Linked DNA regions of Cyprinus carpio: region 2 is linked to region 1. Evidence: chromatin contacts called from public Hi-C data. All regions are on one chromosome and are shown on one strand. The core of a region is the stretch at or near the end of the contact, and the rest is flanking DNA. Distances in the headings are between cores, read along the strand shown. Region 1 holds the start of LOC122146079 (regulator of cell cycle RGCC-like). Region 2 overlaps LOC122134016 (von Willebrand factor A domain-containing protein 8-like).

Evidence for each region. A called contact is a pair of places that touch in the nucleus more often than the background predicts.
Region 2: a Hi-C map of skeletal muscle shows a contact between it and region 1, with 2.6 times the contacts expected there. The contact joins the enhancer-like site here to the promoter of LOC122146079 in region 1. A contact is called at or near these places in 7 of 8 Hi-C or Micro-C datasets (liver, red blood cells and skeletal muscle).

The regions. Positions count from the first base shown.
Region 1 is chrA9:6,334,270-6,336,969 of ASM1834038v1, forward strand. LOC122146079 (regulator of cell cycle RGCC-like) reads left to right here and starts at 1,267. Exons shown (of 5, transcript XM_042763281.1): 1 at 1,267-1,421; 2 at 1,529-1,702. The coding sequence starts at 1,388.
Region 2 is chrA9:6,370,103-6,372,802 of ASM1834038v1, forward strand. The region is part of intron 15 of LOC122134016 (von Willebrand factor A domain-containing protein 8-like); the gene reads right to left. Among protein-coding and RNA genes, the nearest start is that of LOC122134016, 26 kb to the right of the region's middle. Within about 2 kb of position 1,434, at least 1 of the 8 cell types and tissues checked has an H3K27ac peak or open chromatin away from gene starts, as enhancers often do. A contact at or near this core is called in skeletal muscle, where this site is marked.

The sequences.
Region 1 (2,700 bases), core at 17-2,516:
CACATCCTTGTGAACCGAACAGATCTCGGGTAGTAAGTGTCGTCTTTGACTCCTTCCATGTCCACTTAAACCCTAAAGTCAGCAGGCAAGTGCAGCTGCAAACACATGTCTTGATTTACCATGTGTCTACCTGTTAACTCCAACACCAGAGGTGTGAAGAATTCTTTTGCAAGTGATAAATCCCACAGTCCCACTAAAAATAACAAAAAAGCAGGATTTAGCTGTATACGATTAAGCAGTTAGGCCTCAAAAGTATTATCTGGCCTTATGAAATTGCCTGTGCTGACAGTATGAAATGTTTTCCTGTCACATTCAGCATAGTAGTCAAAGATTGTACAGATTTCTTAAGCATAAACTGACATTTAAAGTTCTAATCTGTCTGGATGTTATGAACTGGACTCTTCTGAAATCAATAACAAATTCTTCATCTGAACACACTCGACCAATAAAATGGTTCTACTGTATATCTGAATCCAATTTCTTTGCCACGAATAAATAGCATGACTGCACATACATTTAGTCACCACCAGATGTCTGCAGGATCTTGGACCAGATCAGTTTTGAGAATCTGTGAATAAAAAAAGTAAAAGGATCGGCATCGATTAGACATGACACAGAAAATGGAAATACTTCGAATTTAACACCAAAATAAGAAAAAGAAAAAAAAAAAGAAAAAGATTAGGTTATACAGACATAAAGCATTGTGTTTTACATCCAGTTATGTTATTACATCCAAACCATCATCCTAACCTTTGACCTTTAATCCTGTATGACTTTCCTCTTTATATGTAATCGCATTTATGTTGATGAAAACACACAGTACATTCAAAATATGAAAATAATTGGTGAAGCACCAAGTACTTCTGGGGTATTTATTATCACATTTATATCTTACATTGCAAAATACATTATTTTGGGGAAAAATAAAGGGGAAAGGAGAAAATAATAATTATACTATATACACTCCTGAAGGCTTTTTGAACCGCAGTGCATCTTCAGATATATGTTCATGTCGGATGACATCACACACAGTAAGCCATTTCTCCTGTAACTTTATTATTTAAAAGTCATCGCAGTGTATGTTATTTGAAGTCATCGCACAAGGGTGCCCATGATGGAGTCACGGTTAAAAATAAAGCAGTACTGATGTAGCTGTTTACAAACACATAGTTCACGGAGCAATATAACTCACGCGGAGGGCTAAACCAGGCGCGAGCGTCTCATTGGCGGCGCGTTTCCCACGTGCACGCCTCCCCTCAGCGCCGGGCGATATTTAAAACGACCCCCCGGGCGCAGTGCGCGCGCTTAAGAAACACAGCCCGTGCAGTAACAGGAGAGCTGTCTTACATCGGATATTTCGGAGTTTAACACACAAGGACTGCAGAAGATGAAGTCTCCAAAGATGAAGTCACAGAGCAAATGTAAGTCAAGTATTTTCAATGCAGTTCAGCGCGGCTCGTTAAACGTGCTGTTACACTGAGGAGATAGTTTGTTGCTGTATGGCACTTATTCTGCTCCTGCTTTCCAGCGTTTCTTGAGGACGTTGACGATCTGAACGCCGTGTTGTGTGAATTCGACGCTGTCATTGAGGATTTCTCGTCCCCCGTGGAGAAGCGACACTTCAGATATGATGAGCACTTGAAGACCATGAAGAGACGCAGCAGCGCGAGCGTCAGCGACAGCGGCATCAGCGACTCCGAGAGTGAGTGCGCGTGAGGGCTTGGGGCGCTTTATTATTCCAGAAGCATGATAGGAGCGCGTTATCACGACTGAAGTCCCGTTACAGTGCATAATCTTATCTAATCTAACTTGAGCCTGCACACAAGCACAGAGAACAGCCGGGTTTCATGAAACGTCTTTTAAAAGACCTTGAAACTTTTCTGATAGCCTGTCACTAGTAGTCAGTTGTAATAGCTCTTCACAAGTTCACAGTACGTTCATTCCTACAACTGGAGGCTGTGAAGCAGCAGAGAGTTCAGTCAGACACCCAGAGACAGTCTGGATCTGATCACAGCGTGAAGGTTTAACTCTCCAGCCAATAACAGACAACCAGAGCCTTTCTCGGACGTTCTGTGGAGACTTTAGGGTTTCAGTTTCAACGTAAACATTGCTTTTTTTCTTAACCTGAATCCTATTATATCCAACCCTCCTTTGTGTTGAAGTACTGATGGGATGCATGCAGAATCTGAGGAAGGATTGCACCATGAGTGGATGTGAAAGGGTTGTGTTTGATTGCTCTTAAATGCATAGGAAGGTTCACTTTTCTCTTTTGCTCTAGAAGCGTTCTCGTGTTTAATGGTTAAGCACCAAGTGATCACTTTACCCCACCCTTTTCCTTCTGGAACAAACTCTGAGCTTGCATAATAAACCATCCTGTGGTGTCCTGTAGTCGCCCTCATGGATCTGTGCAACTGCATTTTGGATCCCATCAAGCCATTTTGACATGTGCCATTGATCTGGATCAGTACTTTTTTAAGCGGTTTTGCTTCTGGACTTTACACTGGACAAAACATCAGCAAAGGAAGCGTTTTCTCCTTCCTTCTCAAGCATATCCTTGAGAAAAAGAGAGTACACTTTTGCATTCTTTTAAAAAAAGTATTTATTACATAAACAATACGCTTTAAAAAGAATATACTTAAGTGCGAACTGAATGTAATGTTTTCAGACCCACAAATACATGGCAATTGCAATTAAAAGAAA
Region 2 (2,700 bases), core at 184-2,683, 36 kb after region 1:
CAAACCAACACTGCACATCAAGGCTTTTATGTATGACACATATTCCAAAACTCTTTTGACCTAAAATATTCACTTGAAATACCACTGAGATTTTCAGTTATTATATAATTATTCAACAACAACAACAACATTAACCAGCATCCGGTAAATAAAAAAAATATGATATTTTTTAGTAAGTTTTTTGTATTGATTGTTTTTTTTTTTTTCTATTTTTTTCAATTTCATATTGTTATGATTGAATTCATTATTAATATTTCTTAACCTCAATTCACTGACCTCATGCAGTTTCCTCAGAACCTCCAGGGGTTCGCAAACCCAGTTTGACATAAATATTTTCATGTTATGACCAATAATGGTTGATATTAAAATGATCTGAAATTATAAATAAAAATAAAACACAAACTTAAATCTGAAATCAATCCGTTTCAATCTAAATGTAAAAATAGTGGAAATGAGCATGCACAACTAGCTTCTCAAAATCTGAAAATATGGTAGTGATATATTGTGCATCCCTTCTTGTAATCTCAACTAAAACAATTATTAATTTTTTTTATTGAAAAATACCTGACTCTTTAGTATATGCAGTATATACTGTAGTGATATTTGCCTTTGTAAACACCATTACTAGAAGTCCTCAAGTTAATATAACAGCATGTGGTCTCAGAGTATTAATGAGTGCATATACCACACACTACAGCACAACCTGCTGCTAACACTTATCTGTCAGAGAGCCAGCTGTGGAAAAACATATGCTATGATGAGCAGTGATTTGACACATCTGAATCTTAATAGTGTTAAATAAGTCCCCTCTAAAATGTACCTGCATATGTTTTCCTCCTAAAAACTATTAAAAATAAGTAAATAAATATTCAGAAATATTGATTTATTTAATATTTATTTACTTTTGGAAAAATAGTGCAAAGAAAAATAATTAGTTTTGTGCTCCAAAAATAAAATAATAATAATAATGTTTGTAGTTGGAAACTGGATAGAAAAGCAAAAGCAGTCCAGAACGAATGTGAACCTCATTATTGTTTAAAAAGCATACCAAGATGCACCTCACAAATTTGGTTGAAAATTCTACTATTACACTCAAGATGTTGAAAATAATAACAACATTACAGAATGAGTAGATGTTTCTAAACTCTGACTGTTAGTGTATGTGTCAGCACCTTTACAGAAGCAAATGAACAGGCAGTGGCCAGATTGCTATCTGGAAAAGGCCCAAGTGGTGAACAAAGGGTGAGGTGGAGGTTAAGTTCTTCTCAGGACAGAACCTGTGCAGAGCGATGCCAGTGCGCTCATCTGGACCACACACAGGCCTGTGTGGCTGCCAGCTCTCTTTACAGCACTATCATAGGTGAAAGCAGATGATTTAGAGGAGCGGACTATGAAAGACAGACAGAGATAATCCTTGTCACCATGTTTTCACATAAACATGTGTCTTTGAGCATAGCTCCCCACACGGGCTGCTAAAGAGGAACCTGATCCTCCCAGCGGCTGGAGCTGGCGCTCTGTTCACACAGCACAGGGAATCCAACCAAGCACTCAGCTCAGAGAGCGCACAGATCTCAGATCAGATCGGGCCGCCGCTGCTTGCTTTGTACAACATGGACGAGGAAACCAGCTAGTCTTCAATCAACATTTTCTGAGAAACTCCACCCATGTTCCAGTGCTCTGTCCACCCACACCCAAACAAAAAAGATCAGACGCGCTACCGGACATCCTTCCATACAGAATGACGACCGCCTGGGTCCATATCGACAGACCAATCGGAGAACAGGGCGCCTAATAATAATAACAGCACATGTTCTTTTGGAGTAACAGGATATTGACTCTCGTGAGTTGGCTGAAAAGCTAAAGGAAAACTATTTGTGGGGTTGTGTGTGTCTTCATGTCTGCACATGGACACTAGAGCTTGCACGAATACTCATTGAGACTAATTACATATTACATATATATATATATATATATTTATATATATATATATATATATATATATATATATATATATATACACACAATGCCTCCATAAGTATTGGAACAGTAAAGACAAAATTGCTTTGTCTGCTGTAGAGTCAAGACATCTGCAAATATGATTAAAAGATGAATATGAGACAAAATTGAATGTCACATTTTATTATTAGCTGTTTCAACACATTCATGTTTTACCAAATAAAAACGACAGCAATTTGAGTTTCATTCCCCTTATTTGATGTGAGCATAAGTATTGGGACAGCTGAACTTTTTTTTTTTTTTTTAAAGTTTAAAAGCTAATATTTAGTTGTGAATCCCTTGCATGCAATCACAGCAGTGAGTCTGCCACCCACAGACATCACCAGATTCTTGGTTTCATCCATTGAAGTGCTTTGAAGCCTTTAGTCTCCTCTTTAGCTGGTGAAATTCATGTTCAATAAGATTTTAATCTGAAGACTGATTTGGGCAATCTAAGACCTTCCATTTCTTTGCCCTGATAAACTCCTTGACTGAACTGGCAGGGTGTTTTAGGTCATTGTCCTGATCCAATATGAAGCACTTTCTGATGAGTCTTGTGGCATTTTCTTGAACATTGGTAGCCAAGATGTTTTTGTACACTTCTGCATTCATTCTGCTATCACCACCATTCGTTAAGTCATGTCCACGCCATGACACCACCTCCACCATGCTTCACAGATGAGGTTGAATGCTTAGGATCATTTG